Regions from separate parts of the Mus musculus genome. Here all the other regions are linked to region 1. The links are chromatin contacts, called in public Hi-C and HiChIP or PLAC-seq maps. All regions are on one chromosome and are shown on one strand. The core of a region is the stretch at or near the end of the contact, and the rest is flanking DNA. Distances in the headings are between cores, read along the strand shown. Region 1 holds the start of Bmper (BMP-binding endothelial regulator). Region 2 overlaps Bbs9 (Bardet-Biedl syndrome 9 (human)). Region 3 overlaps Bbs9 (Bardet-Biedl syndrome 9 (human)). Region 4 overlaps Bbs9 (Bardet-Biedl syndrome 9 (human)). Region 5 overlaps Bbs9 (Bardet-Biedl syndrome 9 (human)). Region 6 overlaps Bbs9 (Bardet-Biedl syndrome 9 (human)). Region 7 has its middle 14 kb from the start of Gm39311.

The links. Hi-C and Micro-C count contacts between places; a contact is called where the count stands out from the background. HiChIP or PLAC-seq counts read pairs in DNA pulled down with a chosen protein or histone mark.
Region 2: a contact with region 1 is called in an H3K4me3 HiChIP or PLAC-seq map of embryonic basal ganglia, with 5 times the contacts expected there. The contact joins the enhancer-like site here to the promoter of Bmper in region 1. A contact is called at or near these places in 10 of 39 promoter capture datasets (the 3T3-L1 cell line, 3T3-L1-derived adipocytes, the C10 cell line and 7 more), 16 of 115 datasets of contacts at active chromatin or transcription factors (the NIH/3T3 cell line, bone marrow-derived macrophages, craniofacial prominence and 9 more) and 4 of 9 other capture datasets (adipose tissue, embryonic stem cells, liver and 1 more).
Region 3: an H3K27ac HiChIP or PLAC-seq map of microglia shows a contact between it and region 1, with 4 times the contacts expected there. The contact joins the enhancer-like site here to the promoter of Bmper in region 1. A contact is called at or near these places in 15 of 39 promoter capture datasets (the 3T3-L1 cell line, the C10 cell line, the HPC-7 cell line and 10 more), 3 of 484 Hi-C or Micro-C datasets (the HPC-7 cell line, cerebellar granule neurons and cranial neural crest), 13 of 115 datasets of contacts at active chromatin or transcription factors (bone marrow-derived macrophages, craniofacial prominence, embryonic basal ganglia and 10 more) and 2 of 9 other capture datasets (liver and pancreatic islet).
Region 4: a Hi-C map of myocytes shows a contact between it and region 1, with 2.2 times the contacts expected there. The contact joins the enhancer-like site here to the promoter of Bmper in region 1. A contact is called at or near these places in 7 of 39 promoter capture datasets (the 3T3-L1 cell line, frontonasal cranial neural crest, hippocampal neurons and 3 more), 3 of 484 Hi-C or Micro-C datasets (muscle stem cells, myocytes and nephron progenitors), 13 of 115 datasets of contacts at active chromatin or transcription factors (the NIH/3T3 cell line, VIP interneurons, astrocytes and 10 more) and 3 of 9 other capture datasets (adipose tissue, embryonic stem cells and liver).
Region 5: a contact with region 1 is called in an H3K4me3 HiChIP or PLAC-seq map of embryonic stem cells, with 2.7 times the contacts expected there. The contact joins the enhancer-like site here to the promoter of Bmper in region 1. A contact is called at or near these places in 11 of 39 promoter capture datasets (the 3T3-L1 cell line, 3T3-L1-derived adipocytes, the HPC-7 cell line and 7 more), 4 of 484 Hi-C or Micro-C datasets (the N1E-115 cell line, nephron progenitors, stem cell-derived cardiac mesoderm and 1 more), 7 of 115 datasets of contacts at active chromatin or transcription factors (astrocytes, craniofacial prominence, embryonic forebrain and 3 more) and 2 of 9 other capture datasets (embryonic stem cells and liver).
Region 6: an H3K4me3 HiChIP or PLAC-seq map of embryonic limb bud shows a contact between it and region 1, with 5 times the contacts expected there. The contact joins the enhancer-like site here to the promoter of Bmper in region 1. A contact is called at or near these places in 8 of 39 promoter capture datasets (the 3T3-L1 cell line, 3T3-L1-derived adipocytes, embryonic stem cells and 4 more), 1 of 484 Hi-C or Micro-C datasets (nephron progenitors), 5 of 115 datasets of contacts at active chromatin or transcription factors (astrocytes, craniofacial prominence, embryonic forebrain and 2 more) and 1 of 9 other capture datasets (liver).
Region 7: a Hi-C map of pancreatic cancer cells shows a contact between it and region 1, with 3 times the contacts expected there. The contact joins the enhancer-like site here to the promoter of Bmper in region 1. A contact is called at or near these places in 1 of 39 promoter capture datasets (the 3T3-L1 cell line), 1 of 484 Hi-C or Micro-C datasets (pancreatic cancer cells) and 2 of 115 datasets of contacts at active chromatin or transcription factors (the NIH/3T3 cell line and astrocytes).

What each region holds. Positions count from the first base shown.
Region 1 is chr9:23,221,595-23,224,498 of GRCm38.p6, forward strand. It overlaps Bmper (BMP-binding endothelial regulator), which reads left to right and starts at 1,482. Exons shown (of 15, transcript NM_028472.2): 1 at 1,482-2,179. The coding sequence starts at 2,047.
Region 2 is chr9:22,734,020-22,736,923 of GRCm38.p6, forward strand. All of the region lies in intron 19 of Bbs9 (Bardet-Biedl syndrome 9 (human)), which reads left to right. Among named protein-coding and RNA genes, the nearest start is that of Gm39309, 70 kb to the right of the region's middle. Within about 2 kb of position 1,437, at least 13 of the 459 cell types and tissues checked have an H3K27ac peak or open chromatin away from gene starts, as enhancers often do. A contact at or near this core is called in embryonic basal ganglia, where this site is marked.
Region 3 is chr9:22,755,885-22,758,788 of GRCm38.p6, forward strand. All of the region lies in intron 19 of Bbs9 (Bardet-Biedl syndrome 9 (human)), which reads left to right. Among named protein-coding and RNA genes, the nearest start is that of Gm39309, 48 kb to the right of the region's middle. Within about 2 kb of position 1,512, at least 8 of the 459 cell types and tissues checked have an H3K27ac peak or open chromatin away from gene starts, as enhancers often do. A contact at or near this core is called in microglia, where this site is marked.
Region 4 is chr9:22,784,879-22,787,782 of GRCm38.p6, forward strand. The region is part of intron 19 of Bbs9 (Bardet-Biedl syndrome 9 (human)); the gene reads left to right. Among named protein-coding and RNA genes, the nearest start is that of Gm39309, 19 kb to the right of the region's middle. Within about 2 kb of position 1,368, at least 4 of the 459 cell types and tissues checked have an H3K27ac peak or open chromatin away from gene starts, as enhancers often do. A contact at or near this core is called in microglia and myocytes, where this site is marked.
Region 5 is chr9:22,836,076-22,838,979 of GRCm38.p6, forward strand. The region is part of intron 21 of Bbs9 (Bardet-Biedl syndrome 9 (human)); the gene reads left to right. Among named protein-coding and RNA genes, the nearest start is that of Gm39309, 33 kb to the left of the region's middle. Within about 2 kb of position 1,491, at least 28 of the 459 cell types and tissues checked have an H3K27ac peak or open chromatin away from gene starts, as enhancers often do. A contact at or near this core is called in embryonic stem cells and stem cell-derived cardiac mesoderm, where this site is marked.
Region 6 is chr9:22,874,080-22,876,983 of GRCm38.p6, forward strand. All of the region lies in intron 21 of Bbs9 (Bardet-Biedl syndrome 9 (human)), which reads left to right. Among named protein-coding and RNA genes, the nearest start is that of Gm39309, 71 kb to the left of the region's middle. Within about 2 kb of position 1,407, at least 8 of the 459 cell types and tissues checked have an H3K27ac peak or open chromatin away from gene starts, as enhancers often do. A contact at or near this core is called in embryonic limb bud, where this site is marked.
Region 7 is chr9:23,566,105-23,569,008 of GRCm38.p6, forward strand. No RefSeq gene overlaps it. Among named protein-coding and RNA genes, the nearest start is that of Gm39311, 14 kb to the right of the region's middle. Within about 2 kb of position 1,522, at least 39 of the 459 cell types and tissues checked have an H3K27ac peak or open chromatin away from gene starts, as enhancers often do. A contact at or near this core is called in pancreatic cancer cells, where this site is marked.

The DNA of each region.
Region 1 (2,904 bases), core at 232-2,731:
TGTGGCAATTATTATTTTTTAACTTTTAGGTTTTCTTCTAATTAGTTCTTATGGGAAGTAAAACTCTGTCTCTGTCTCTCTCTCTCTCTGTGTATACAGTTTGACATTTCTGTAGACTCAGGGAGTCAGCGAAACATTCAATCAACACTTTGACTTTCAAGGCATCTAGCCATGGTGTTATTTGGGGGAAACATGTAACCACATTGTCTCTTGTCTCTTTTAATTTAAATTTTACACAAAATCTGTTTTGAGAGGGAAATGGAGCATGCTAAGCTAATGACAGCGTTCCTTCCTCCCACTTGTCCACGTCACAGAGATGTGGTCCTTGTGTTGGGATGTTGGCCACGATGCACTCACTAAAAGCACCCTTTAAATCTCTAGAAAAAAACAAATGAGCATGCGGATGGCAGGCAGGGGCAGGTAAATGTGGTGACATTAGAGGAGTGTATCTGAGGACTGTCAAAGGAGTTTCTCACTACAGCTACAAATGCTACCTAAAACTGGCCAGAGACTAGGGGAAAACTAGGCTTGTCAGCAATTAGAGTTTGGATCCACAAGGCGCTTCAGGAACTAATGTGGGGTGGGCACCTGCTGGCTGGCTGTTCTTCGTGTGGGTGGGAGCATGTGATCACAGTAGGCTCCAAAGAAGGCTAGCTGATCATTGGTTCCAAGCACCTTTCACTCTCACCTGGCACCTTCCCAATGTAGTTATAAAAATTCTCTTTTCTAGATTAGCACCCCTTTTGAGTAGAGCCAGGCACTGCTTGGCGGGTGCGTGTAGGGCGGGTGTGTGTGTGTGTGGGGGGGGCAGGACGTGGGAGGGATGCTGGGACTCAGCGGGTACCGGGTGGCGGGGCGAGGGGATCAAAGACCGAGACTGGGGGACATCAGGGCCGCCCAAGCAAGAAACGCTGCAGGGTAGCGGCTGCCACCGCGTGCCCTGCTGGGCGGCCGCCGCGAAGGCGGCCTGCGTGGAGATTAGCGGCAGCGGTCCCTCCCTGGCCCGCGAGTGAATGAATGATTAGTCTAACGCACCTCCCTGGCCCGGGCAGCTCCGGCTGGGAAGGGCGGAGTCTGAGCCACCGATCCACGCTTTAAGGGAGAAAGGCTCTGGCCGTTGTGCGTGCATTAGCCGACCCTTTCTGTCGCTCCAACTTCTGTCCTCCCTAATGTCAGGCCCACAGAGGCATAAGCACAGGAACCTGATCTCCAAGGTCACTCGTCCCTCTGTCCCCTCAGCCTCGTGAGTCCCCCGCCTTTGCCCGAGGGAGTCAAAGGGCTGTGGAAAGTTGAGGGACCCTCCTGCATTCGATCCGTGGCTCCTTCCGAAGCTGGGGCAGCGGGAAGCGCCGGGTCTTCTGCTCCGGGCGCTAGCGGGTAGTGGCATCCCTGCTGGGGGCGGCTCCTCTGCGCGGGAGGAGGCGGTGCGCAGGGCGCTGGAGACGCGCCTTCCAGGCTCCGGCAGCGCCCCGGGGCCGGTGGCCGGGGCTGGGCTAGACCGCCTGGCTGGGCGTTCGCGTGCGCCGCTGTCGCTTCTGAGCCGGCATAGCTCCGGCGCCAGGATCGTAGTCCCTCGTGCGACCCTGCGGATTCCGCGCAGAGCCTAGTACGCCCCTCGGTCCCGCACGGAGCAAGCGCGCGGGCCGGACACCGCGCTCGGGGGCCGGGCCGGAGCTGCGCGTGCGGGAGCCGGAGCTCAGCCGGGCTCCAGAGCTGCGAGCGCACTCGGCAGTCGCCGCCGCCGCTCCCCAGATCCCGCCGCTCAGCCACCCCTCCTCCCGGCCCAGCTCTGGCGCGGAGGGGCTGACGGCTAACCCGCTGAGAGCAACTCCCTTAGAAAAAAGCCGCCGCATTGGCCGAGGCTGGCCGCAGGACCCCTCCTCCCGGGGCGCCCCCACTCCTCCCCCGCCGCTCCGGGCGCCCGCCTCCCTCAGCCGACTGTCTCCCGGCACGCCGGCCCACAGCCCTTTTGACTGCGAGCAGCGGCTGCCGAGCAGAGGCGGCGACGCGGGACCTGCAGTCGCCCGGGATTCCCTCCAGGTGACGATGCTCTGGTTCTTCAGCGTCAGGGCTCTGGCTGAGCGTCCTTGCCGACGCTCGCCTGGGATTACCTGCTGCGTCTTGCTGCTGCTCAATTGCTCCGGGGTCCCCATGTCTCTGGCTTCCTCCTTCCTGACAGGTAGGGGGGTGGGGGCGGGAGGGACCAGTCCTCCGGGACTCTGGGTGGTTTCTTGGGAGAAGAGGCACTGGCAGACCGGGGATGAGAGGACGAGGAACGCGCACCTTGCCTGACTCTCGCGGGCGGTGGGGATGCGGAGAAGCCTAGAGAAAAGGGATGGGAAGGCTATGAAGAGGTAGAGAGATGGGGGACTGAGAGACTGCTACCTTTGACAGAGTGCTAATAGGCACCCTGCTATATGAAGTTGGGAAATTCCTTGATTTATATTTAATCTTTTTTCCCCAATCCTTGTTTTAATCGTAGCCACTCTTGTGCAATTAAGGAAAAGACCGCGCCGTTTCCCGCACATCCTCTTTTCTCAACACCATAGGATTCCAATAAATCCACGGTGCTAGGCAGCATCTTTAAAACATGACTTTCCAGACCTTGAATGTAAAGAAGCGATCTTATTTTTAAAGGTTACTAATAGCATGATATGATAATTACAGGTTTTCAGGCAGGTGAAGACCTCGGCTTCTATTTTGAAGGACATGCTTTACTGACACCTGGTGCAGAAAAGAGAATATTTTAAAGAGGAAAGAGATTGCGCTTCAAAAAGTGATTGCATTTCAACCCACAACAGTTGGCAGATCCACCTGAAAGGCCCGTTCTTTGACACAGTCCTGAATTTCGTTCAAATTTAAAATCTTCCCTAGTGCCTAGTTTGGTGTGTTAGTCCATGTGCA
Region 2 (2,904 bases), core at 187-2,686, 490 kb before region 1:
CTTACACTTTTCTTAAATTTTGCTTAATGTGCAAGCTGATGAGAACACATGGACTTTAAATTTCATGTAGGTAAATCCATCAGGAAAATGACAATTATGCCAAGGAGCTAAAATGCCAAAAGGATTGTACTCCTCTCTTGACATTGCATTTCTCTGTTTGTGAGTTTCATTTTCTGAGCCCAGCTTGTACATAGGAGACCTGTCTGAGGAAGCTCTGAGCCACCATGAACCTGTGGCTAATTGGGAGAGAACTCCTCTGCATGACATCAAGGTAAAAAATGAAACCAACCAAACAACAACAGGAACCAAAACAAAACTGGTGCATTGTAGGTCTTCCTGGTGTGGAGGGCATGGTATCCTCAGAGCTGAATAGACTAAGATAAGCACCATGTGTTTAGTAGGAATGACTCTGGTATACAATGGACTTAGCTCTGCTTTATCACTAGATGTCTTTTCTTAAGATTTGAAGGGACTTAGCACTAATGAAGAAGAGCAAATTGGAGCAGCACTTAACGGGGCAGTCCATCATAGTTTTGATCTCAAAATGATCACCAAGAGGAAAGAGCCATGGGAATGCACTCTAGTCCGTTAAACATTTAGGTTATATTATTTTTCTTAAGTTACTTCAGAAATTACCCTTTGGCAGTGTGATTGCTGTGCAATGTGATTACATATACCTTTTGTGAATAAGCCTAAAAGCTTCCTTAGAAGACCAGCCAGTGCCATTCACTCCAGGTGTTCATTTTTTGACTGCTAAACTCAAGTGTTAAGCCATGAGTATAGTGTTTTATCTCCTTGCTTTAGTGTTGTCCCAGAAATAATTTAATAGAGAAGATCAGATTAATCTAGTTCACTATACCATGGAAGATGATCTGAACTGAAAATGGCATCACTTATAACTAGGTCTGTGAGGGAGCTGTCATGAACATCCCCAAGCCAGGTCTCCTGATAGCATGCTTTTCTTGGTTCTAAAATACTCCTGTGCGGTATCATTTGTAGAACATTTGCGCTAAGAGTTTCCCTTGCAGGATTTTAGAGTCAAACAGCCTTTTATATGCTGGTCTCTTTCTCCCTCATTCTCTCCCAAGGCTCTGATCTGTAACAGCTGTGCATGAGTAAGGAGACGTGCATGTTCCTTGAGGCACGTTTCGTCAATCACCTAGCCGCTCCACCCAGAGTCTAGAAACAGAATCAGTTCCTCCACTGCCTCGTTAGCAGACCCTTGACTGAGAGGTAGAGATAACTCTGCCGAGTTTGCTTGTTTATTTTTCTCCAGCATAATTCATTTAATTTTGTACAAATTGCATATGTTAATTAAACAGTTGAATTTTCTAGCCTCACGGATTTTGTAGAAGAGGACACAGTAGTTACATGGAAATGCATGTGTAGTCATCAGAAAGTTCCCGTCACCTGATCACCGTCTAGTGCCTTTCCCTTGGCATATCTTGGGATCCTGTTGGCAGACTTGTCCCAGCCCTCCCACACCCTGATGTTGTGGGGAGTAGGTGATAGCTGCATTTGAATGCCTGTGTTTTTACTCTGGGCATTTGTTTTCCATCAGCGTGTAATGCGGTTCCATTGATTGGCACAGTGATGTATTATTCATGCCGCTCTAGCTTCGGCCCATTAGTGCTATCAGCCTTAGTGTTCAGTCTGAAGAGATACAATTATGTCGAGAACTCTCCGTTTCAGCTTGTGCTGTTTGCATGCCTTTCACATTTATAGAAAAGATTTCTTATAGAGCAGATCTTTTAATTTTGTTGATGCCAACTGGAATTAAATCAGTTGATATGGGGCTGATATAAGCATTATCCTTTAAGTAATTTCATACTTTATGAATAGCCAATGCACATAACTTGAAAAATTTGGCATGCACAAAATTTGGAATCATATGAGGAGGAAAATAAAATTACATGGAATTTTATCACCTTATTAATATGCTCAGCTTCTAGTCTTGTAAAAAATGTGGAGAAAGTTTATGTTATATCTATAGTTTAAATAAAAATTTTAAGTATTATAGCACATATATGTTGCCATAGTACATTTTAAAATTAGATTTTTGATGTATATATGATAATTGTTAATTTTCAAGCATCATTTATTTTCTTTTATTTATTGAGAATGTCATAAAGAGTGCTCTATTTCCATAATTTCCACATTTCTTGTCCTTTTTCTATCTTTTTTTACACTGCCCTCATACTCCTCAAATTCATGGCTTCTTATCTTTGATTATAATTGTTATACACACACACACACACACACACTCACACACTTTATAAGCAGCACCTGCTGAGTTCATTTAGTGTTGCTCACGTTTACATGAGTTCATGACTAACTATTTGGAACTGGGATAACCTATAACCTATCAGGGAGTTCATCTCTAGAGAAGACTGTTTCTCCCTCTTGCAGTAACTTTAGTTCCTGATAGCTCTTCATCAAGGAGTGGTATCTTATGAAATTTCTTCCCTCCACACTGGCATTACCGTTGGCCTTGCCATTTCTCGGGTCCTAGTCACACAGCCATAGAGTTGAGATTTCATGGGTGCAGCTTCCCTGTCATATACAGTAAATACTTTTGCCCAGCAGATATCTTGGTTCTCTGGCTCTTACTATCTTTCTGACCCATCTTCTACAATGTTCCTGGCCCTTAACTGTAGGGATTCTATTATTGACTTATTAACTGAGGTTGGACACCCATAGTCAGTTCTCTGCATTTTGACCAGTTGTAGAGTTATGTGATGGTTTCTGTCTGCAACAAAGGGTGAGAGTTACACTTATCTATAGTTATTTAGAATACAGTCAATTTATATAATGGTTTATGAAACTGGTTACTGTAGGTTTTTCTCTTGGGTCAGTGTCCTCACCAGCCGTGGGTTTACAGTCCTAGGCATGAACTCTCTCCTA
Region 3 (2,904 bases), core at 262-2,761, 470 kb before region 1:
TAGGCTTTCAAACAATCGGGAAGCCCCATGGCTGTTGTGCACTCACAATGGCTAACCTGCACCAGGGAGACACAGACCCAGCCTACCTCACTGCTCCCAGGAGAGGAATAGTGAGACTTGGTTCAGAGATGGGGTCTAGTTAGGAAACCCAACACACAATCATAACTACAAAGAGCTAAACCCCAATCCTTTCCAGTTAGCGCCTTCCCTGAGTTCTACATTAAAATGTGAACCCACTGAATGGGTGGATTCCTCCCACTTTTTAGTCACAGCTCCAACTGCTACTTCCTAGAATGCAATGGCATAGTTATTTAGCAGGCTCTGACATCTAGGATCTTGTTATGCAAGACAGCTATCCTGAACTTCCCATCTTTGCTGGAAGAGACATTTATTTACCCATATCCAGGATGCAGAGAATAAATACAGAAGAGAGAATCAAAAGAGAAGCTCTGCTTTTAATTCAGGCCATCACTTGTTGCGCCTGATGCAGGAGTACAGGTAGGCACAGAGAGGAGGGGAGACTGGTAAGACACCACCTGGGTCACTGTGCGCTTCCCTTACATTTGTTACCAAAGCAGAGTACACATTTCAGTGTCCATTCTTCAATTATAAACCTGAGGGAAATTTAAAGTTACCCACCAGTTGAAAGAATTTAAAATCAGAGCCCAAGGTTTTTAAGACTTGCCATTCCCAAATTTGTTCCAGGATATTCTCTGTACTGTGACTAAAGGTCATTGTGATATCTATGATCAAACAAAGACGGCTTACCAAAAGTCACTAATAACACTGTATAAACACTCGTCTCTTGGAGTAAGGGTCCACAGATGAGGCAGGGGGAGCAGAGGGTACACACAGTGATCCAACTCTTCTGTTTTGATGCTCACAGGATGATTTCATTATATCCAGAAATTCCAAATACTTCCAAAACAGTTATTAGACATAAACGACGGGCACATTGACTTACTTGTTGAGCAGTTAAATGATTTCCTCTTTTTAAAATAGTCTAGCAAAATATGAACCACTAAAGCAATCACTTATTAACAGCTCTTAAAACAGAGCACAAAACTGGCAGCCCCGGGTTTCTCTTACAGTCTTCTGTGGTTCTAAACTTGGGTGGTTTGGAGTCCCAGTCCAGACAGGCTTTAAAAAGAAAAGAAGAAAAGAAAACTCAGTTCCTTAATTATCACCCTGCTCAAAGGAGGCACATAGAGCAGCAGTGGCTCTCGGTGGCCTCTAATGCCAGGGTAAGCTGTCAGTTGTTACTGGAAGGAATTCTTGCAGAATAAGGTAAGTGACTTTGTCAGACTGCCTTGAGTAGAAACCTATTAGACATGAAGGCGATACGATGAGATAGGAAACAAGAAAACAAAGCAAAAGCAAAAGAAAGTGTGTGTGTGTGTGGGGGGGGGGGGGGTAAGCCATGCCGTTTCTGCTGTAGGAGATGAGATCTCTTGATGCGTGAACAGACTGTCTGGTCAAAGGCACGTCACATCTGGGTTTTTTTTTTTTTTTACCTAAAAGGCATAAAGGGCACCAGTAGCCCTGAAGCTCTTGACAGTGAATCACCAGCCCAGCTTCACTGTGGGTTTCTGAGTTCTCCCCATCAAGTCTGAGGCAGAAGTCAGCCTGCTTCTTGTTGTCCTAAGTTCCTCCATGATAGAGCCAGGGACATCTGGTACTCCTTTGGGTCAGTAGAAACAGCTGACATTTCACAAATACTTCCCACACATCTTCTCAATCGATTTTCATAACTTGATAGCTACAGGCGTTATTGACCCTTTCTGAAGAAAAGTGTGTTACAAAACATTTTGGTTTGGTTTTGTTGAAAAGACTATTTTAAAAATAGTTCTTAGTTTTGGGGAGGGGTAATTTAGGATCCTCATCCAGGACATACAGCAATGACTGGAGAGATGTTGTTGTTATTATTATTATTATTATTATTATTATTATTATTATTATGTCACCTGGGAGGAAGAGGATACTGTTTGTGTCTGGGAAAGAGAGGCTTAAGGCACTGTTAAGCCCCACCAGTGTGCATGATGCCCCTCACCACAGATAAACATCTGGCCTCAAGTGTGCAAGGAGCTGAGGCTAAGAAACTGCTCAAGAGAAGGAACCCAAGGGCTTTGGGCAGAACTGTCTGCAGCTGGGGATGGTTTGTGTAGGTGATGCTGTGCCGACTGCAGCTGGGGATGGTTTGTGCAGGTGATGCTGTACCGACTGCAGCTGGGGATGGTTTGTGTAGGTGATGCTGTGCCGACTGCAGCTGGGGATGGTTTGTGCAGGTGATGCTGTACCGACTGCAGCTGGGGATGGTTTGTGCAGGTGATGCTGTACCGACTGCAGCTAGGGATGGTTTATGTGGACGATGCAGGGTAGTCTACACAAGTGCCTAAAGCTTTTGGAAGTTTTGAGATTTACAGAATGCACCCTGCCCCTTTGTGTGCTGCTTACCCTGTCCTTGTATCAGTGTTTCCCCACAAGGCTCCCGTGTCTTTCACAGAGGAGCAGTATTAGAAACCAAGATGTGGGCGTTGGCTTTTAACCCCTCAAATCTAAAATAGCTTTGTTTATTAGGTCTGTTTTTATTATTTGGTATTTGTCATAAACATGAGTGTATTTTAAAATAGGTTTTTCATGTTGGAGTTTATGTGGGTCAAACAGTATTGGCTTTTAAGAGGACAGCCTTTCTGAATTACATTGGTGACGATGTGCTTTGTGAAACAGGCCTCTTTTCTGACACGGTGATGGTGTTTGGGACTGTTGTTGCCTCAAGTCAGCCTTGTCGTTGAGCTGCTGACTGACTCAGTTTTATCACAGCTGTAGAACCACATAGTGCTCCATCCTGTCTGGTCCACACACAGATGATTTGTTCTGCATGGGAAACATCTGCAGTGGTGACCC
Region 4 (2,904 bases), core at 118-2,617, 440 kb before region 1:
AATGTCAGTTTTCATGGTCTTCTGCTCTGACTCTGGGCTCTACTGCTGATAGGAATCAAAGGTGCTTTGAGTATAAGAACATGGACTCTAGACCAGAGGGTCCCAACAAGGGTGATTTTCTTCTGAGAAGGACATTGATTGGCAACATCTGGAAATGCCTTTGGTTGTTCCAGCTAAAGGCAGGAGATGGTACTGGCACCTAGTGTGTGGAGCACAAGATGCTGGGTACCTCCTGCAGTTGCTGAGGCAGTCTAGTGATAAGGACTTACCTAGCCTCTTAATCTTCAGAGCAGTGAGAGCAGTGAAGACTTGGACGAATCTGTGATAAGCTTTGCATGTAGAAGTGTGGATGTTGATCCTCGTTACTTACAGACACAGTCAGCCTAATCAATCATGTAGCCTACAACTGTCCTTAAAACATAGCAGATTTGATCTTGTTCACCTGGAAGGCAAGCTTGTCCCAAGCAATCCTGCATGGTGCCCTAGTAAGTCACCGTCTTTGTGGATGTTCTCATGTTACAGAGCCATTGCAAGTTCTTATTTATTCTAGAATATCAGCTGCTCATGAAAATCTTGCTATGTGCCAGAGATTGTAGGCAGGTAAAGCTGCCAGCAAGGCAGCCTCTGGCCTGGAAGCATTTAGAGAAGAAACTAAGCACAGGGTCTCTTCAACAAGGCCTCTTCCAAGTCTAGTGTTCCAACAGGCCATGATTGTAAAAATGCTGTCCTTTACCCCAGTTCATGCTACACAAAACCAGGCAATCCTACTTGTTGCCTTGTGTTATTCCATGGACATATTGCATGTACGTATGTTTATTGTATTGTTGCATGTACATTGTCCATGTACATATATATTATTTCTATGTACTCTAGTTGTAAGCCTGTTCTACTAGGTAGTAAGGGTATAAATAAGTCTTTTACCTTAAAAAACAAAGTCATAAAAGCCACAAGTGTTTAGAAGAACCAGGCCATCTTCACAGATTTATTTTTGTTTGCTTATTTACATGTGAGTGTGTGTGTGTGTGTGGGGGGGTCATGTACTTGCATGTGTGCATATGTGTACGAGTATATAAATGTTACTTCATTTCAGGAAGTCTGAGGAAATGGTCAGTATTGTCACCAGCACTGTGGGGTCTCCAGGTTCTCAGAAGTCAGAAGTGGATCACTAGCATACTGTAGTTGGCCACATGTAGAACTCACCTAACACTGACCGCCTTAGCTAAAGGGGAGCTTGGGGACACCCAGCCAGCCAGCTCCTCATCCCGTTGTTGCTCCCCTTCGTGGACTGTGGTGTTCCATACTGCGTGGGTGGCTTCCTACTCACAGACATGTCTGTCTAGAAGACTGTTGCCCAAAGCATTCTAAACTTAGAAGCTATTCAGCCCTTGTAGATGTTGTTTTTGGAGAGAGATAACTGTGGCATTCTCCAGGGCTTGTAAAATGGGCTCTACATTGCCAACCATAGATTCCAGCTCCACTAAGCAATGTGTTCAGTGACAGAGCATGGCCCAGAAAATATTCATTTGTCTTTTTACAACTTGATTTCTGTTAATTATTATTATTTTTTTAAATTTGGGTTTCACTTGGCTGTAGGTAGATCATTTTATAGACAGAGGTAAAACTTTGGCCAGCTGTCGGGGGGCGAAGAGGCGGGGAGGTAAAAACCATAATCAGGCCTGAGATCAGTTGTATTTTTAGTTTTATATGAGACAGGCATTGGAGTCAGTTTCCTTTCAGCTGATGGAGTTACATGTCTACTTAGTGAATAAGCTGTGCAGAAATAGCAGTTATTCTCTGTGTCACTTGTAAATTAGTTGTCTCTCTCCTTTAACATTTTTTATGTATCAGTGGTATTATATATTTGAAATGCCTCAGCCAGTAGCTATGTCCCCACAGTGATTACATTCTTCTGGGAAGAACATTTAAAAGGAGAAGGAGAGGGGTTTCTTAAGTATAATGAAGTTTCTCAGGAATAATTTGTTTTCTAAAATGAGTTTTATGTGGATTTGCAAGGCATTTGGCAAGTACAGATTAGCGTCAGGGAAAATTCAAATCCTGGCAAGAGCCGCCTTGATTTCGAGGGTCACAGTAGTCAGGCCTTGCTGCTCCTAACTGCCAGGGTTTTTGTTTTTTTGGTTTTTGTTTTTATCATTTTATGGATATAGTATGTGTAAGTCAGGCTTTTAATGAGACATATACATTGATTTCTGCTCATATTAGCCATGCAAAATGGTCATGGTGAAAAATGTATTCTAATCCCAGGTTTAGAATTGAAAGCTGCATGGTAGAGGAATTCTACAGGAGCCTCCCTGTTAGAGATGCTACAGAATGGAGTCCATTCATTGTCCTCTACATGTAACCTAATGCAGCACTAAAAGTGGCTAAGAATTATGTTCTTGCTCGGTGTGTGGTGAGCTCCTATCATCCCAGCTCTCGGGAGGCAGAAGCTGACGGATCTCTGAGTTCAGTGCCAGCCTGCTCTACATTGCTGAGTTCCAGGACAGCCAGAGCTATAGAGAGAGACTGTCTCAAACAAACCAACAATAGCAAGAAAAATTAGATCCTTGCTATGCCTTCATAATAAAACTCCCAGGGCTGGCTTTAGTCTGTGCAGGAGTTCAAAGAGTAATGGATGCATATAGGTAATAGATTCAGGATGCCCTTACTGTAGCAACCTAGTTGCTCATCTTGCCTTTCTGACATCCATAATATTTCTCTTTTCTTTTTAAGTATTATTTAATTAACAATGCTTTTAGATACAAATTGCATCTTTACAGCCAAAGTAAAAATTGAGCTCTAGTAAACTCCATTCTTATTACAAGGCCTTTGCCATGCTAAAGTCTGGACTGTTGGAATTTGATCTCAGATAACACCGAAGCGGGGAAGTCGTGTGTGCATGCTTGT
Region 5 (2,904 bases), core at 241-2,740, 390 kb before region 1:
TTCCAGGTTAACATGCCCATTGACACCACCACTGATCCAGTCTTGTTCACGTAGCCATTTGTAGGACAGAATGCTTTATAGCAGACTTCCTGGTATTCTGGCTCTCAATTATTTTTTACCCTGTCTTCCATGATGTTCCCTCAGCTATAGCTGCAAGAATTATGGTGTGAATGTATCCGTTGGGCTGGTCTTCCCGTGATTGATCACTGTATTGTATGCACTCATGGTTTGCTGTGACGATCTCTATTTGCTGTAAAGAGAGGCCTCTTTGCTGAGGGGTGGTAGCTGGATGAGATTTAGAGTGTAATAAAGAATTATGCTGATCTAGCAAAGTGGCAATAGTAGAGTCTTATCTAAGGCCCATGACCTCACTATCCCTGAAAAGCTGGCTGCATTTCTGTCAAGCATGTTTTTCCTCCTGTTGAGTGGCCTTTAACTCTGATTAGACAGCAGTTGTTTACATCTTATGCCTATCTTAAAATTCTTGATGGTGTTATTTATTTCATCCAAGAAAATGAATTTTAACAGTAAATTCAACAGCTTTAATATCTACATGCTATGAAGATATCCAAGTGTCTGTGGCAAGGACCCTTTGACCCCAGAATTAAGTTGCTTTGTTTCTCTTCCAAGGTTGATAGCCGTGATTTGGAAGCTGGATATAAATGCTCGTTTGCTGTTGATATACTTGTGGTTGTTTTCAGAGCTCTCTCTTTTTCTTTAGCAAGGAGAAATAAGGAATCATTACTGTATATAAGCAGTACTTTTTTTGCCAAAAATGTTATAAAATACATATGTTATTAATATAAAGACAAAACTTTCAAATGAATGATTCTAAATTGGCTTAAATTTCATTGAAGAAGAATGTGCATTTGACAAATTAGAGACATATTTCCCAAAGAAAATTATAAGACTAAATATTATATCCTTGATGTTTAGAGTCTAAGAAATCACAGTGCAACACTAAGAAAAATGACTGCATGAGGCACAAGTGAGTTTCCCGGGTTGTCAGCTCTGTCCCAGTGGTGCTTCTGTGAGGTAATAAGGTCAGTGGAAGGGAAGGAGACCGGAAGGGTCTAGGGCTCTGCTCCCCTTCAGAGTGGAGCCTGATGTCATGGCGAAGCAGATCTAATTAGATGCACGCTACTTAAGGAATCCCAAAATCAGATTCAGGCCACTCTGTTAAAATATAAGGCCAGTGTCCCCGAGGTCATGACCTCATTATGAGTCCTCCTCCCATCTGATACTGCTCTGCTCTTTATTTGACCTAAAAAGATATAAATTCCTTCTGTATCCTAACAGCACCCAGCTCTGCCGAGTCCTGCTCACACCTCTTTATGCTTATACTGCATTTGTTTGCCCAGATCCCAGAAGTCTCGCTGGTTTTTGTCTTCTCTGGATCCAGGCTTTTCTGAACCTCCCTTGGAGCAGCATTGTCCCTTTGACCATTTCCTCCTCCTGGGCTATTCTTGTTCCTGGTCTCTTGGCTCTGGCATCCTCAGGTCAGGCTCTTTTTGGACCCCTCTCTTCTGTTTAGCCCAGTGAATGGGTGCTTCAGTAAGTTCTCTTTGTTCCTTTTGCTCTTATGGGCGTTTCAAATCTGTCAGCTGCTCTCTGTGTGCAGATTTGATCCTTACAGATTTGGTCTTTGCAGATGTGGGTCCTCATCATGTCTGTCTTAAACTTAGGGCAATCCTTCTGCCTCAGCCATGGGGATTAGAGGGTGCATTTTTTTCTTTCCTAACCTTGTCTTTCGCCATCTTGTGACATGGTAGAGCCGAATTTCCTATATAGCCATTAGTATTCAGCTGCCTCTGTAGAGTTCCTGCTTCTTCCGGCCTGCTCCGTTTGCCAGGGCTGCTCTCAGTGGGTGTCACTTCTCAGCAGGGCCCCTCCTCCCCCACTTCTCAGCAAGCAGAGCCCCTCCCCCACTTCTCAGCATGCAGAGCCCCTCCCCTACTTCTCAGCATGCAGAGCCCCTCCCCCATTTCTCAGCATGCAGGGCCCCTCCTCCCCCACTTCTCAGCATGCAGAGCCCTCCCCCAGAAGTTCTTGTTGACCTCACTCCCTCCTCTCACCCCAGAAAAGTCTTGCCTGTAGATTACCATAGACAGATTTACCCCAGTTGAATTGAATTGCCCTTCAGTTCCTACCTCTGCCTTGTGGACTGTTAATTCTGTAAGGTGTAAGATGGTTTAGCTATGGTTGATAGGCATTAGCTCCTTGAAAGCAGTGGATGCTTGTAAACTAATTCTTGAGTGTCTGCATGGAGAGCTTCCAGAGAAGTTTTGCCAATGTTCATGTACCATATTTTCCTGCAGTTACATATGTGGTCCCAATTTAGATGAAAGCCTGGCTTCTGACCAGCAGGTATGCATTGAGACACAGAGGCGTGCCTTCTTTGACAAGATCAAATCATCTTGAATTTCATCAGGTTGACTTATACATATTGTTAAAGGAAAGTACAACATGACATCATAGTATGCGGCTGTGTCTCTTCATTTGTACAAAATAAATATATAAAGAAACTGTAGACATCAGTTACCACAGGGAGTGAGTGAATGGTAGAGGAATAGAAGGAGAGAGGAGATGGGGGATGGGTAGGGAAGAAGAGGGGTAACCCTTGCTGAGAACCCCTCCATGTGTCATTCCAACTCCTAGAACTGTCTGTCATGACTTGAATGCCACTTTTTCAAAAACCTAAATGAATATGGCCAGAATGTGAGGGGAAAGCTGAGGGGGCAGAACTTGAAGCAGAGCTGGACTCTGTGCTGAACTGAACTCGTGAAGGCTGTGGGTACGGGAAGGAAAGCGTGAAGCTTCGTATGTTGACTGATAATGTAAAGCAGGCTGGGAGCGGGAAGGGATGCACACAACGACGGCTCAGGGTGATGAGTCCGTTGCTCA
Region 6 (2,904 bases), core at 157-2,656, 350 kb before region 1:
GCGTCCCTTTGAAAGCTCTGATGGCACTGACTGTCCTTCCTGAGCTTCTTTCTTGGGGTCTCCTAAGTGAAGTTGCTAGAACTTGGGAGGCAGAAGCAGGCGGATTTCTGAGTTCGAGGCCAGCCTGGTCTACAAAGTGAGTGCCAGGACAGCCAGGGCTATACAGAGAAACCCTGTCTCAAAAAACCAAACAAACAAACAAGCAAACCCAAACAAACAAACAAACAAAAAACCCAAAAAAAAAACAAAAGTTCTTTGATTCCACAAAAATATGCTGAGAAAATTAAAAAGTAGAGCTAAAGAAAGTTCCGTGTGCTGAAGAAGGTGCTGGGTGGGCCTGGCCTGGGGAGCTGCCAGTCTTCTATGATCAGTGCCTGTCCCAGGTCGTGCTGAGTCTACTCCATGATGCAGACCTTCATACTGCTCTGGGCTTTGCCTCCTTCCCCTCTGTGGCCTCTCCCTTCACTACCTATTTGGTTTCACCTTTGAAAGCAAATGAATCGCTCAGAGGCCATATTAATATAGCAAGTTTATGAAAGAACTCACTCTTAGTATTTCCACAGTCTCAACATAAGGAAAACACCAGATGAAACAGCAGTAGAAAGGCAAATAGGCTAGAGGTAGAACCAAGTGTTAAAAGTAGGGCGATAATGGAGGGAGACAGACAATAGATCAAACATGAATGCAGTAGAGAAGCCAGTTGCCTGGATTACCACACAACAGTATAGCCAGTCAATAGACCTCAAAACCATCAAGGCCATCAAAGCAGGAAATTCTGGAAAGCTGTCACAGCTAAGGAGAGCCAAGAAGACAAAATCACCAATATCATTGGTATTTTGGGCATTATATAGAACTGAAAGAAATCTCAATAAAGCATGGATTATTTGTCAATGGGAACACACCAGCATTAGCTCATTACTGTAAAACCACACCACACTAATGAGAGACTTGGGGAGATTACAGAGGATGTATGGGAGCTCTGCACAACTACTGAATCTCTCTCTCTATATAGCTAAAACTATTGCAAAAAGCAAAGTCTTTTAAGAGAGAAGTTTGAGGCTGTATATATACAACAGCATGGTTTTACAGTAGAACAATGATGCTTTGAAATTACGGTGGAAACTATGTGTTGGTGGCAATGCTCTAAGGTAAGGCATCTAGCTGTGTAATAAATGCCTGTAAGTAGCAAGCCTGGGAATTACGATGTGCAGAGCACCATTCTATTAGTCTTGTTAGGTCAGGAATGGCAAACTATTGCCTGTGGGCCAAACCTGGGCCACCACCTGCCTTAGTAAATAAATCTTTGTTGGAACCTAGCCAACAAACACATTCACATGTACACATGGAACTTGGCTCCTTTGTCACAACAGTGGCAGTAGAGACCAGATGGTCTGTAGATTCCAAACAGTATTTACCATCTGGTCAAGCTCCTGGTTTAGGCTGAGTCTAAACTAAAACATGAGGCAGGCTAGCAAGGCCACAAGGATTCTCTTGGGGCATAATCAGATGTTATGAAGAGATGAATGAAGAGGGATAGAGAGGGGGCAGATAGGCCTTGAGTTTGGAGAGCTGTTTGGGATGCTAACATTTGCAGAGACTATCCTATTTTCCTATTTTCTCTGGAGCAGTGTCTTAGCTATAGACTTCGTCAGTAAAATCTGCCTTTTTACCCCCTCCTAGTTATTTTATCTTGGCTCTTAATTCTATTATTTCGCTGTTCTAGCTGACATGAAAATAAATCACCAGAAATAAATATAGTATGGCTGTGCTACTGTTTCATATACCAAGTTCCAAATTTGCTGATTTCACATTTGTTGCTTAAAATTGGCCTTGATGGTGATTCTATTGCCTGTTATCAGTAAGTATCACTATTTAAAAATACTGAAGAACACAGACACACACACACACACACACACATGCACACACACACGATTAGCCTTGATGATGATTCTATTGCCTGTTATTAATAAGTATCTCTGTCTATGAATACTGAAGAACACAGACACACATACACACCCAGGCACACACACATATATGTATACACACATGCATATACACACAGGCACAAGCACACAATTGTCCTTGATGAAGGCTTTGTATCATGACTGGAAAGTCAGAGGACCCTGCTTCTGCTGGCTCCACCCATGCCAGCTGCCCCACAGACACTATAACACTGTTCACCTTGCAGTCTGGTTTTGTTTTTTGGTATTCTGGATGGCAGCTACATTTATTTCTGTCTGACCTTCTATCATAACCTCTAATAGTTGTGTGTCAACTGTGTGACATCACCCTGCAGAGAAAGCCCGAGCTCATTTGTTCAACCTCCTTTTTAAACAAAACAAAACAAAACAAAACAAAACAAAACAAAACAAACATCTACTTATTAACTTTCTTTTTAAATATTTGTTAAACAGGACAACTGGTCGATCTCATATTTATTTTTAAAAATTATGTTTTTTTTAAGTTCTGCTGGCAGACTTCCTGTATTTGTTAAAGCAACAATTAAAAATTAAAACATCTGCACAGCGGGTGGGGAGGAGGTATGGAATGTGGAACAGTCAGGGGGTGAATGGGGGTGAATTAAATATGGAGTGAAAAAAAATTAATTTAAAAATTCAAATAATATATTGTGATCCTATTCTTTCCTCACCCCAACTCTTCCCAGATCTTCTATACCTCCCTCCCCACCTAACTTCATGCTTTTTTCTTTTTTTGAAAAACCAAAATCAAAATAGATAAAGGAAGGAAGGAAGGAAGGAAGGAAGGAAGGAAGGAAGGAAGGAAGGAAGGAAGGAAGAGAAAGGAAGGAAGGAAAGACAACTGGTCAACCTCTTTAAAAAAAAAAGAAAGAAAAGAAAAGAAAAGAAAAAGAAGAAAAAACTCTGCTGGTCAGCCTCCTTTTAT
Region 7 (2,904 bases), core at 272-2,771, 340 kb after region 1:
GTTTATTTTGTTTCATAACCATCTCCTCTCAGAACTATGCCAAAGCACCATTCAAAAAAGAAGAATTTTTCCACTGAGATTAAGCGCTCTCACCAATGTGTTGGCACAAATCAATACAGCTATAAAATGTTTGCATTTATTTTCCCGAGAAACCTATTTCTACTCATGTTAGATAAAGAGGGCAATGGGAAACCACAGCCACAGTTCCATACATGTCCAGCTTAGTGAAGAATGGATCAGGACAGATGTGAACACAGCATGGGCAACTCTCTGGAAGCTGCATCATCAAAATGCATGCATGACAACTCAGGAACACTGCACCACAGCAGTTTTCTGTGCATTGGGTAGACAACTACACCACTATGGAGTCTCCCGCCTGCTCCCCTCCATTGTCTGATGCTTATATGACCTCAGGAAGGAGCCTGCTATGTCTTGGACGTATTACGAATTGCCTGAGTGTTACGTGTTTCTTATGTACTTCATGCGTCTCTTTTCCTTCCAGGAGGAAATCTTTCAATGAAGAGGAAATCGCTATACAACACGTGTAGCCCCGCCCCTACTGCGCTGTACAGTCCACTCCTACGAATGTGCTCTGCCTATCTTTTTGTCTTGTTTATAGATGTCCACATGCACTGCTCCTTTTCTTCACGTCCCTCTCCTCTCTTTCTATTAAGACAGCCAATTTAGAAGCTCAACTATTTTGCTGACCGCGAGTCAGTTCCCTAGTTGCTTCCCTTTTCTCTTTCCTCTAAACAGTAGGTAGCAGGCCAGGTTGTTTAGTGTGTTCTCCTAAGTGTATGTTATCAGCAAGCCTCTACTTCTGTTCCAACGTTTTCTTGCCCCTGAAATCCCTAGATCGGCTGCAGAAAGTTCAAACGTACAGAACCATTTCTCTTTAATTGCTTGGTTGGTGTGACATATGGCTCCAGTAGCCTCCTAGGTTAGCTTTGCCTCATTCATCAGAAAGAAGATGTGCCTATCCCTGCCAAAGACTCTTATCCTGTTTGCCTTCAAGAAAGTCATATATCATCTGGCCTGGTCCAGAGATGTTTGGCTTAATGCTGTAATTATAACTGTGAGTACCTGGACTGGCCCTCCTGCTGGCCTCAGATGCAGTTGTTTCTCATGAGTGTGACTAATGGCCATTGCTGAGGACAGGAGATGATTCATTTCCACTGACTCCTGTGGTTTCTAAATAAAACACTTAAGCAAAGAATAGACAAAAGGAAAGTTTCAGACAGTGATGAAACTGCTGTCAGTTCTATCTGACATGGTTTATTTCCAGCTCAGGGACCATACATTAGGAGTAAAAAGATAACTCACCTCCTAAAAATTTTGTGATAAATGTTCACAATAGTATGATTGAAGTACTTATTGAAAAGCATGTTATTAACATGAAAAGGTTTCCCCTAAATTTAGTTAATAGTGTACTGACATTTTAATAGAAAGCCTTACTGATAAATACTAAGCACTGAGTGGCTGAGTAGACAGGACCTGTGAGGAGCTGAGTTGACTCCAGACCTGTGACCTATAAGCATACGTGTCAAGTGTGTTTAATGCTGTGTTCCCCTTAATCCACAACTCCCAGGTATACCAAGAAGCTACATAGGTTCTGCATATAGATCTCAAAGTGAGGAGGTTATATTTTAGAACCTGAAGTGAAAATGGCCAAAAGAGTCTAAGGAACATTAATGGTATGTGGCCTGAGGTCTGCCCACATCAGCCTTACCTGGATGCTTGTAAGGAACTCAGAATCTAGATCCCATGTAAGACTCCCTAACCCAGAATTTATGCTAATAGGAGGGGAGATCTGGAAAGGGGATAACATTTGAAATGTAAATAAAGAAAATATCCAATAAAAGGCAAAAAAAAAAAAAGATCCCAGGTGCTTTCTATTGAAGTATGAAGAGAACTGTAAGTCAGACACCTGCAACCCAACTCACATACATACCCCTCACAGCCCCAACACCCTACACACAAGCCCACAGACATCCCCACACCCCACACTCCATACACGCCCTCACACCCCATACATACCACACAAACTCCCACCCTCACTCCCAGTCTTCCCTGCACCTCTCACACACCCTCCCCCACACTGAGAAAAATACAGTGTTTGTGTCTTAATAAACCATAGAATACACTTCTTTCCTTCTCTTCCTTAAAATTCAAATCTCATAAAATATTTATAGAAAGGAAAACATTTGAATAGAGACAATTTGTTTGTAAAGATTTATTAAATGAATTAAACCAGGGCTTAAAAAGGTTTTACTGTAAAGGCACTGTAGGTAGTGTCTCTGTAAATGCCACAGCTGGCAGAGTAACAGCATGAAACAGGAAGGATATCTAGTTCTGTATAAACTAGCTGGTATTGGTTCAAACTTCTAGAATCTCACTCTGGGTAGTTTATTGTAAATATATTTAAATACAGTACAATTTAGGGGAAAAAATTCCTGGTGTACCACAATCCACTCTTCTTAAAATACATCCATAAAGATGTTCTAAAGACAGGGTACATGTGTTACCGTAAAGGCCTAGGAGAGAATTTGGTGTGGTATAGGATGCAGCTAGTAGAGGTATTTGGGGCTATTAGCTTCCTCCTGTGCTTGTTATGGGAGTGTGGGGAAATTCCTTGTGCATACAGGTAAAACAGAGATCACCTATCCTAGTGGTGAGAGCTTGGGAGAGCCACTGCCTATCTAGATAATGCAAAGGTCATCTAGACTCTTAGCCACCTCTGGCCTACTTGTGGCAGCTCTGTATGGCCTGGCCCTACAAATCATGAAGATCACCACACTATTAATCACCTCCATTATCAGCCTTCTGGTGGAAAAACATGTTACACATCTTTTTCTTAGAAAAGACAACTCTGTGTGTTTAGCGTTCCTTGTATCCCTAGACCTT